Linked DNA regions of Mus musculus: all the other regions are linked to region 1. A link is a contact called in public HiChIP or PLAC-seq data. All regions are on one chromosome and are shown on one strand. Each heading gives the region's core, a stretch centred on a gene start, on an enhancer-like site or on the middle of the called end of the contact. The rest is flanking DNA. Distances are from core to core; before and after follow the strand shown.

Region 1 (3,740 bases), core at 7-2,506:
AATTCCAAGCGCTGGGATTACAGACATGCACCACCATGCCTGGTCTAGCACCGTGTAGTGCTAAGGATAAATTCAGGGCTTTGTACATGTTAGATAAGAGCTCTACCAACTGAGCTACACCATAGGCCCAAAGGAACTTTAAAGAGGAAAAATAAACTACACTTTGATCTGGGAATCCCCTGCTTTTGACTTTTGATAGTTATCCTTTCCATAGTGTCTAAGGATTGTGCTATTGTGATGAGATTCAAGTTACCCAGTCACAGTCACTACCCCAGGCAGTGGGAAAGAGCCTTCTGGACCATCTGGTATCTATGCTCTTTCTATTTGTGGAGAATTTGAAGTCAGAAGAGTTCAAGTGTAAGAGATGCCATCTGGGCACTTCTCTAGGTCTGGATGGATTCTTTTAAGTGGTCAACCATTCTCATTATTAAAATAGATGGAGTGATTTGCATGATTTCCAATAATGGGAGCACAATCCACCAGCGACAGCAACTTTACCTCCGTGAAGCTCTTCCTAGGATGTGAACTGATCCTAAGCGGCAGAGGTTAGAAAGAAAATGTTGCTGGGCTTATTAACTTCTATTTTACTCATTTATTTATTTATTTATTTATTTATTGTAGGTGTGTGGGCATGCGGTGGAAGTCAGGAGACGACTTGCGATTCTCATTCCCCTATGTGGGTTTAGGAGAGAGAACTCAAAATCGTTAGGTTTGGCATCAAGAGCCTTTATCTATGAGCCTTTATAAGCCTATCATTGACTTCTTAACTCTTCTTAAAACTTGTTGCTCTGCCCCTAGAGGCCACTACAGAGGGCCATCAATGCATATTTGCAAAGTGCATGAAGCAACTTTCTTAGATTTCTATTTTTGTTTCTGTCTCCTTCTTTATCCTTCCTGATTTGGGACTGAGCATTCCAGGCTCTGCCTGGACATTTTTCGGGGTCTTGTCTGGCCTCTTAAGACCGTGACTCCATCCCAGGACTGAACCAAGACTCCTTTAATAACTGTGAGACTCCTGCAAAAGCCTCAGTGGCTGATCACTCCAGTCTTGAGTGTTCCTCGGGCTGGTGGGCATTCCTTTGGGAGCACATGCGAGCTTTGAAAATGGCCTGAGTTGGTGTGGAAACCCACCACAAGGACTTTGCGTGTTGTTTACGTCCCCGTAGTGGGCAGAGGGTATCCCAGGGCTGGTTGGTAAGACGGAGGGGCGGGACCAGAGGGGTGTGCCCTTTGGGAGGGCGGGGCCTGCAGCGGTCAGGTGACCGCGCGGCGGGCCGAGTCTTCTGTGGGGATCCTGCAGGAGGCAGAGGCGCTGAGTTGCCGACTGGGCTGACCAGGTCTGTTAGGGCAGCGCGGCCGCGGCCATGAGGGGCTTGAAAGACGAACTGCTCAAAGCCATTTGGCACGCCTTCACCGCGCTCGACCTGGACCGCAGCGGCAAGGTCTCCAAGTCGCAACTCAAGGTGAGCCCCCTGCCGGCGCTCTTCCTGTAGGGCACGGGACCCGCGGCGGTGTCCGCAGGGAGGGCTGCTTGGGAATGTGGCGGGGCGGCGGTCCTCACTCTTCCTCAGGCCTCCGGGCGGTGCGCGGGGGTGGACGCGCTCCTGCGGCTCCCGCGACGGCCGAGGTGCGCTCCGAGAGGCGCCGCGGGACCCGCAGAGCGTCTCCCCCCGCCACGGGCTGTATGGGGGCCCGGGAGCCTCAGGCTCGCCTCCGGGACGCTGAGCAGAGCCTCCCCGCCCCGGCGTCCGCAGACCTTGGGGCCAGTGAGAGCGCGTGCGGAGCGGCCCCGGGTCTTACGGGCTCCCTGCAAAGGCCATTGCTTTTGCAGAGTCCTCCTCAGGGCTGCCTAAAGACTCCAGAGTATGAGGTACGCATAAAGGGATACTTGTAAGTCGAGTAAACCCCAAAGTGGCACCCAGCCAGGAGAAATTGGCAGCGTCTTGAAAAGCCTGAAATATAGAAACAGACAAGAGGAGCCATTCAACAGGCATTTTTAAAATATACACATTTTGGATCTGAATGACTGGGTTTTCTTAGCCTCTTCTAAGAAAAAAAATTTCCGAAGTTTGGGTTTGCTTTGTATATTTTGTGTAGTAAATGAGGAAGTTCTTTTCAGTAGTGACTTTTATTGCCAGCAGGATCTGGCGGGCTCACTTGTTTTCCTTTTGATCTTATTCATTAAATCATAGTCTGGAAGGACCGATGGAAATTAGTCACATACTTTTACTTTAAAAAAAGTAATATACGGGGTCTTGGAGAGATGGATGCTCCGTGGTTAGGGGCGACTGCTCTTCCAGAGGTCCAGAATTCTGTTCCCAGCACCCACGTGGGATAACTCACATAGCTATAGGGGTAGCCTATAATTCCAGCTCCAGGGGCTGCCTCTCGCGTCTGTGGGCAGCAGCACACACATTTTCACATGCACGCTCATAATTTAAAAATAATATTTAAAAAAGTTAATAATAGGTTTTTCTGGTGTACAGTTCAACGAGTTTTAGCACACGTAGGAAGTAACTATCACTAACTAACTAGGATTTCATCAGTTCTGTCCCACAAAGCTTTGTCATACTGCCCCATCTCCAACAGGTGGTAACCACGGATCTGTTCTAGTCTTCCTTTTTCAAGTGTGATATGAATTGGATCTTCTGAAACCAGCTTCCTTTACTCAGATGAATGCCTTAGAAGTTAACCTATAGTATGTGTATTGTTATTGCTAGGCTAGTACATCTTATAGGTGTGCCATAGTTATCCATTCACTCTTGAAGATTTGTTATTTCTAGTTTATTCGTGATTCTGAATAGAGCTGTAGGACTTTGTTTTTACTTTTACCTATTATAATTTTTAGATAGTGTGTAGCCAGGTTTTCTTTTAACCATTCTGAGGTATCAGAGTATTTATTTAGGCCATGTATGTATAATGTAATGATTGATATTGATAGATTTAGGGTTGCCATTTTATTATGATTGGCTTCTGTTTTCTTTCTTTCTTTCTTTCTTTCTCTCTCTCTGTATACTTAGAATGACCATTTTGCCACTTTAAGGGGAATGTAGAAATCTTATGCCATGTAAGATCCATTACTCTTCCTGCTTTATGTTGTAATTATTGTGCTTATTACTCTACATACATTGAAAATATCTTCCTCCTCATTCCTCCAACCCTAACTTTTAAAGAACTTTAGAAAATAGCTCCTCTTTCCTCCAGATAGTTCCAGGGTATCCCTCAATTTTGTTGATATGGAAAGTGAAGCTTCAGAGATGTGATTTGTCCCAAGTTACAGTAGCTAGTTTAGAACCAAGATTATCTCTGCCTGTCTGTCTGTCTGTATCTATCTGTTTTGAGACAGGATCTCTCTACATAGCCCTGGCTGTCTTGGAACTCACTGTGTAGACCAGGCTGGCCTGGAACTCACAGAGATACACTTGCTTTTGCCTCCCTAGATCTGGGATTAAAGGGTGTGACACCATGCCTGGCAAGATTTTCACATTTTAAAGCCAGTGTTGCTTAATCTGCCCTCCCCTTTCCAGTTGATGACATAACATTTTATTACTTTCATTGCACTCCAATAAAAATTTGAGGAAAAGAACCTAGGGGACTGACTGACTTTCTTTCTTTCTTTCCTTCTTTGTTTCTTTCATTAAATGAAACCTCTTCTGGTCCTAGAGAACTTAGATTTCTTTAATGTCTTTGTGTGTGTCTATATGTGCAGATCATTTCTGTGGTTGTCCTGTCGCAGTGCA
Region 2 (3,475 bases), core at 673-3,172, 460 kb after region 1:
AGAGATTACTTGGTGTGCTTTCTGAACAAGCATGGAGACCTGTATCTGGATGCCCAGCACCCTTATGAAAAGCCAAGTGTGGTGGCCTGCACTTGTTACCCCAGTGCTGGGAGCATGGGGTTACACGGGTCCCAGAGGCTTGCTGGTCTAGCGGAAGCATTGAGAGTAAGGTTCAGTTAGAGACCTTGTTTAAAAACAACAGCCAGGTAATGGTGGCGCACGCCTTTAATCCCAGCACCTGGGAGGCAGAGGCCATCAGATTTCTCTGAGTTTGAGGTCAGCCTGGTCTTCAGAGTGATTTCTGGGACAGCAAGGGACAGTAAGACCCTGTTGTAAAAAAAAACAGCCCAAACAACAACAATTGAGAGAGCAATAAAGACAGACATGCGATGTCACCACCTGGCCCCCACATGTGCACACATTGGGGAGCACACACAGAGCCACATATACCATTTCCCTACAAATCATAACATAAGCTTTTTGCAGAAATAATTTTAGATTTATTGAAAAATTGCAGATAGTACACAGAATTCCTATATAGCCTTTACCTGGCGTATCCATGGTAAACATAACCATGATGCACCTCTCCAGATTAAGAAGCCAACACTGCTTCACAGACCATTCACCATGCCTTATGATGTTCATAAGAACCACCAAGAAGACCCAAGTGAGGAGGCCACTGTGCCGGGGTATATGGCACAGTGTGTACAGCAAACCTCGTAGGGCAGAAGTGCTCGGAGAGGATGCTGCTGTCCAGACACTGAAGGCCTGCACCCCAGCCCAGCACCAGCCTGGGCTCTCCTGCCACAGTCCTGCCTGTGTCTTGGCTCCTGCAGCCACTCACCAAGTACATTCGTAGAGCTTTTAAAAAATATTTTGTGAAATTGTATTTATGAGAATCTTGTGGTTAATATAAAGATTTTAAAACACTCGAAAAAACATTTACAATTCAAGACAATATTTTTAAAGCTATTTGGAGGCATATTGCATAACAAAATGCACAAATCCAAATCTCCAAAAAAAAAAAAAAAAGAAATCAACATTGCAATGCTATCATTAAACTACAGAATCTATTTAATTTCACTAGTTCCCTTGCCAATGTCCCTTTTCTGTTGTAGATCTGAAGCTGTTGACATTGGAAAGCAACAGAACTATGTGACAACATAATCTTCACAAGGCCCAGCACTAAAAGAATTACTGTTCAAAGCTTTCTAAAATATATGCATATATGTAGGGGATCTGAATGAAATTACCAAATAATGGGAGAGACAGAGCTCCATCGGGACATTTCTCATCACCAAATGAAGCTTCCTGTACCAGGACTGGGTTACATATAATCGAGTTCTTAGTATATGAGGTTCAGTGGGAATCTCCCAGATCTTAGAACCCAGGCTATTGCCAAGACTATAGGTTGCTCTCCACAAACTGACAGCTAAAGACAACAGGTACACAACTCACTGAACATGGAGAGGTTCAGTTGGTGTCTACATAGAGTCTTCATCCCTACACTCAAAAAACATCCTTGGTATAGAAAGGCACTTTGCACGCTACTGAAAGAGAAACATGACCCTCAACCCAACCACAAACCCTTTGCTCTATAATGGTGTTCTGCCTTCAAGATATGCTAGGGCAACAGTGGCACAAAGCTTGTGGGAACAACCAACCAATAACTGATTTGGCTTAATTAAGGTCCACTCTAGGAGATGCAACCCATACCCAACACTGCTTGGGTAACCAAGAACCTGAGATAGCCCAGGGATGGAAGGTAAAACCAAATAGTACTGCTTTACAAAAAAACAAAAAAAAAAAAAAAACAAAAAAAAAAAAAAACAAACAAACAAACAAAAAAAAACCTCCTTATGACATTCTGTTACACTCACAGCTTGCTTAGTCATGCAAAGCATGCAGAAGCTTCCTCTTGCAGCAGATGGGAACAAACGCAGAGACCCAGACAGACAGTGTGCAGAGAGTGAGAGATCTTAAATGCTCATCCATAAATGGGATGTTTCCATCAAATCCCTCTCCTGAGGGCTCAGGGAACCCTTGAGAAGTGGAGGCAGAAAGAGTATAAGATTCTGGGGCATGGAGGAGATCAAGGAAACAAGGTCCTCTAAATCAATAGGATCAAAACTCATATGAACTCACAGAGACTGAAGCAGCATGCACAAGGGCCTGTACAGGTCTACAGCATTCTGGCTTCCAGTTTTTGTGCCTTTATGGGATTCCAGAGTGTATGAACAAGTGGGTCTCTGCTTTTTGTGTCTTCTCTTGGGCTCTTTTCATTTTGCTTGTTTGTCCTGTTCAATTTTCAAGTGCTAGTTTTTGTTTTATCTTATTATTCTATTTTATGGTTATCCTATAGAAGCCTGTTTGTTTGCTAAGGAGAGGCAGAAAGAAAGTGGATCTGAACAGGAGGGGAGGCAGGGAAGAACTGAGAGGAGTAGAGGAAGGGAAAACCACAATCAGGATATAGTATGTGAGACAAAAAAGCAGTTTCAATAAAAGGAAAAAATTACTACTCACAAGAAGAAGTAAGAGTGTAATTCATAATCAGAGAAAAAAAAACCTACTAATAGAAACAGACATAGATATTAAAAATACAATGTGACTATCAGGAAGGAATACCTGAGGATTTAAATGATAATGAACTTAACAAGGAAGGGGCTGAGAAACATAGAAATAGAGCCATGGAAATACCAAGATAACAGGTCATGAAGAATATGGAAGAGAGCAAATTCTCTGGATGGGCATCACTAACAGACCAGACACTGTAGAACTTGAAAATAAAGCAGTAGAAGCCATTCAAATTGAACTACAGAGGAAAAAACAAAAACAAAAACAAAAAACAAAAAAACAGGAAAGATTGTCCACCACCTCTGTCACATATAGGGCATTAACAAGGGCATAAAGTATGTATAATTGGAATCCCAAAGGAGGGTACAGAAGAAATCATTGTAGAGAATTTTCTACATCTGATTAAAATACAATTCCACAGACTCAGAGAGTTCAACAACCCCCAAGTAAGATAAAAAAAGGACATAAAGTAAACCGTTCCAAGGAACAGCACAACTAAACTACTAGAACTCAAAGATACAGGAAAAAAAATTGAAACTCAGCCAAACAAAAGATACATTATGTACAGGGGACAAAGATAAGAGGGACCATAGAACAAGTCTTTGTTTTCTTTGTTTGTTTTTTAAACATCTTTAAAGGGCTAACAGGAAAACCTGCCAACTTAGAATTGTCTACCCAGAAAGAATATTCTTTAAGGATGAAGGTGAGACAGTAGTAGCTCAGTTGGAAGAGTGATTGCTTAGCATGCATGGGGCCCCAGGTTCAATCCCCAGCATCACAGAAACCTGGCTGGAATCCCAGCACCCAGGAGGTGGTGGCAGAAAGATCAGACGTTCAAGGCCATCCTTGAATACTTGCATATCCATGTTTATTGCTGCATGTCTTTATCATTTTTCCATTG
Region 3 (3,905 bases), core at 20-2,519, 490 kb after region 1:
CAGGATCTGAGATAGACAGTAGGAACATGGTGTGAGAAATGCTCTCTTCCCTCAAGGAATATTGTTCTCTCCCCTGAACTCCAGGGTTCTGATTCCCAGGGCTCTCTGAAGTGCCTATTTCCAATCTATGCTCATGAGAAGCAATAGCAGGGAAGACTGACAAGAAACAGGCAAGCATATAATTATTGTTAAAATATGCCTTGTGTTGGCTAAATGCTATGTAGGAAATAAAGGGAAGACCAAAAGGGAGCAAGAGGGTGTCAGCATAAGCTCTCTGGGAGGAGACCCTGAGATCTGAAAACTGTACTAGAGAATCAACAACATACACACAATCACAAAGAAGGGAAAAAAATGTTAAGGCCACACCTAAAATCCCAGTGCTTAGATGGTTGAAGCTAGGGGCTCAGGAGTTCAAAGTCATCCTTGCCTGCATTGTATTTGTGACCAACCTGAGCTACATAGTGAAACTCTCTCTTTAAAGAATCTAAGGCTCCGAGGGAGTAAAGAAAATATGTTATAGAAAGACCGGTTGAAGAATAGCACGGCAGAGAGTCGAATGAAGTGTGGTGAAGGTTGAATGCAGGAGACACAGCTGAGGCAAAATCTAAGGGAAGGTGAGTACCGGTCAGGAAGCTTCCACTAAAGGTCCTTACTCCAAAGTCTATGGGGAAGTGATGGTGGCTTGATCTCATCTCACGGGAGACACTTCTGAGCGTAGAGCTGGCAGTCCAGGGCAAGGGGCCTTCATGCCCGACTCCCAGGTTGCCCAAACCTGAGGTCATTAGATAGAGATAGCAAACAGGGTATCTTTGCAGAGTGGAGCCAAGTGTTCAGAGATCAGCTTTGGCTGCTGTCTTTGAGAGATTTGAGAAGCATCTGAGCATCTCCAGCAGATGGGAGCAGTGTGGGGGAACATGAAGTTGGTATCAAAGAGCTGCAGGCTGGGATGTGTGCTTATCGAGAAGAGGCAGGGTAGTGAGAGCTTTCTCATTCCATCCCCATAAACAGCCCTAGCATCCAGGCTCTGTAAAACTTCCAGAGCACAGGGCTCAGGGGTTGGGTTCTCTACTGTTCTTCTCCTTGGAGGGTCCCTGCAGGCTCAGGGCTGCTCGCAAGTGATGAGTCTGCTAGGGCAGGGAATTTTCCCTTCTCTAGGGGACTAGCTTTTCCGAGGATTGTTCTAAATTCCATTGGTGAGTCCTTGCTCAGTCCTGGAAACAGTTCCTCTTTATGTAAGCCCTCTCAGAAAGTGACAAATCCTGAAAGAATGCTTCAGTGTTCAGATGTAGCCCAGGCAGAGGGCACTGCTCACTGGCGGCTTGGAAGCAGGAACAGAGGATGTGCCACAGGCAGAGCTAGAAAATAGATGCAGGTGGCCTCTGAGTCACCAGCTCTAGTTGTGTGTGTGTGTGTGTGTGTGTGGCACTCATAGTCCTCCCCATGTTCCAGACAGAAAGGGGACATTGGAAAAGGAAGCGGCACGTCTCTTTGAGGGGTAGGAGAACACAGCGTGCCGCTCTGGCTTCCAGCTCAGGAACAATTTCTTGCTGAGGGCTTTGAATTTGCTTCGGGGCTTAGCACAAGGGACCTGGGTTCTTGCTGCCCCTATCCTGGGCTTTAGAGGACACACTGGGATGGGGCAGAGCCCTTTATGACTAGTTACTTGTCTTTGTTTACTAAACAGGGATCGCCAAGCAACTTTTTCAGGGAGGAAGGCTCCACCTTCCGATTGTGGGTGATCCTGACACTTGAACAGGGTCTCTCTCTCTCTTCTCCCCACCATATGGAATCAGTGGTGGATAAGGGACAAGTGTTGGCAATAACTATAGAATGTTGTTGGAGGGATAGAAAGATGGTAAGATGTGGAGACAGGAGGGTCACTAAGAGTTTGGGTGCAAGCCTGGGCTATATAATAAGTTCAAGGGTAGCCTGGGCTACAAAGTGAAACTGTCTTAAAAACCAAAAAAGTACCAACCAATCAACCAATCAATCAAACAAACAAATAAAGCCAAAAGTAATACCAGCATCAACTTGCAGAGATGGATCTTGGTGGCCTTCTCCCTCATTGGCCTTCCTCCCATCCTCAACTACTTCACCTTGGGGTTAAAGCCAGTCCTACCTCTAGGGATGAGACAAAACAAAAGAGGCAGGAAGTTTATCCATGGGTTTCTCTGGGTATATTGCAGCTCAGGAATGGTGGGCCCTGAATCACTATCTAGGGAACCCTACCCCTTCCCTTTCTTCTCTTTCTTGTGAGCTGTCTCTTGTTGATGGATCTCAAACCCAGGTCCTCACACTCTGAACTGCCTCCTCTTGGGAGTTTTACAGTTAGGACACCTCTCTTGGACCTACATTTAGTGACTGTCTGTTCTTCAGTCCATGCTTGGCCTGCCTCTGCTGCTTCTCTGCTCTCCCTCCTAGATCCGTCCTGGCTCTGCTGGCTCAAGCCGCTCACCCCGTTGCCTCCTTGGGAGCTCTACCGTCGCTGGCTGCTCTCTGAAGCTGCTTTCCTCTTAGAGCTTCCTGGCCTACCTCTGACCTCCTTTCAAATGTCACTTGAACTGTAGCCTCTGTACATCTTACAGCAGCTAGACCTTCTTCACCTGCCTCTCTTGGTCCACTCTCCTCCTGGGCTCAGTTTCTTTCCAGAGCCTTTTCTCAACACAGAAGGTATTAGATCTCAGTCTGCACGTTCCCTGTCTCTCCTGCTTGAGTGTGGTTGTCTCCTTTGTTGCTGCATTCTCAGCACCTAGAAGAAAACTTGGCCTATACACACATTCGGTAAAGATTTGTTGAATAAGCAAGTGAGTCACTGTGCAATGGAAATCGAGGTCTTGGTGACTGTCTCGTTCTGATATGTAATCTTTGATGTGGATGCTTGACCTTAGTGTCAACTTTGTTTTTTTTTTTTAATTAAATCCATTTTCTAGTAGCATTCTCCGATGGCTGCAAGAGACTCAGCACTGGATATGAGTCAGGCTCTTCCTGGAAGGGTTGCAAGGAGCAGATGCTCAGCCTGGTACCCAGGGCCCTTGATGTCCTCGAAGTCCTCCATGCCACTGAGGGACGCTAAGGTTGCACCCTTGTTTATGGATGAAGTAGAAGAAAAGAGTGTATTATTATTACTCAGGTTATCCAGAGGGGTAGAACCTGTGTGTGTGTGTGTGTGTGTGTGTGTGTGTGTGTGTGTGGTGTGTGAGAGAGTGAGAGAGAGAGAGAGAGAGACAGACAGACAGACAGACACCCAGAGAGAGAAAGAGAGGAAAAGAGAGTCAGAGACAGAAACAGACACACACAGAGACACAGACACAGACACAGACAAAGACACAGACACAGACACAGACAGACAGACAGACACACATGCACACACACACACACACAGATAGATCTCTGGGTGAGGTAGAATGCTTCTATATACATCTCCTAGGGATTTTCACAAGGAGAGATGTGTTCCAGGGAGTTGACATATGTTATTGTGGAAGTTGACAAGTCTGTAGTTCTTGTTTTCAGGGCAAGCTAGTAGGGCAGAGATGGAGTCTCTGTGTTGTAGTTTCAAGGCCAAACTCCTGCTCTAAAAAGCTTAGTCTCTGCTCTTAAAAACGTTGGCTCATCAGATAAGGCCTACCACACGATGGCATGTGATCTGCCTTATTCAGAAGTCTGCTAGTGTAAAGAGTTATATATTTATGTTATGGGCATGAGTATTTTGCCTGTATGTACCTATGTGAGCCATGTGTGTGCCTCGTATCTGAGGGCATCAGGATAGGGCATTAGGTTCCCTGGAACTGGAGTTACAGACATGTGTGAGCTGCCACGTGGGTGCTAGGAACTGAGCCTGGGTCCTCTGAAGACTCAGCTAGTGTTCATAACTGCTGAGCCATCTCCCCAGACTTGAGTCTACTAAT

What was found. HiChIP or PLAC-seq counts read pairs in DNA pulled down with a chosen protein or histone mark.
Region 2: an H3K4me3 HiChIP or PLAC-seq map of bone marrow-derived macrophages shows a contact between it and region 1, with 2.8 times the contacts expected there. The contact joins the enhancer-like site here to the promoter of Swap70 in region 1. A contact is called at or near these places in 1 of 15 datasets of contacts at CTCF or cohesin (the NIH/3T3 cell line), 7 of 115 datasets of contacts at active chromatin or transcription factors (the SCID.adh cell line, bone marrow-derived macrophages, embryonic hindbrain and 4 more) and 3 of 9 other capture datasets (adipose tissue, embryonic stem cells and liver).
Region 3: a contact with region 1 is called in a FOXA1 HiChIP or PLAC-seq map of pancreatic cancer cells. The contact joins the enhancer-like site here to the promoter of Swap70 in region 1. A contact is called at or near these places in 1 of 484 Hi-C or Micro-C datasets (uterus), 4 of 115 datasets of contacts at active chromatin or transcription factors (embryonic forebrain, large pre-B cells, neural tube and 1 more) and 1 of 9 other capture datasets (adipose tissue).

The regions. Positions count from the first base shown.
Region 1 is chr7:110,220,447-110,224,186 of GRCm38.p6, forward strand. It overlaps Swap70 (SWA-70 protein), which reads left to right and starts at 1,257. Exons shown (of 12, transcript NM_009302.3): 1 at 1,257-1,463. The coding sequence starts at 1,365.
Region 2 is chr7:110,678,104-110,681,578 of GRCm38.p6, forward strand. No RefSeq gene overlaps it. Among named protein-coding and RNA genes, the nearest start is that of Gm21123, 20 kb to the right of the region's middle. Within about 2 kb of position 1,923, at least 5 of the 459 cell types and tissues checked have an H3K27ac peak or open chromatin away from gene starts, as enhancers often do. A contact at or near this core is called in bone marrow-derived macrophages, where this site is marked.
Region 3 is chr7:110,714,407-110,718,311 of GRCm38.p6, forward strand. No RefSeq gene overlaps it. Among named protein-coding and RNA genes, the nearest start is that of Gm21123, 17 kb to the left of the region's middle. Within about 2 kb of position 1,270, at least 108 of the 459 cell types and tissues checked have an H3K27ac peak or open chromatin away from gene starts, as enhancers often do. A contact at or near this core is called in adipose tissue, pancreatic cancer cells and uterus, where this site is marked.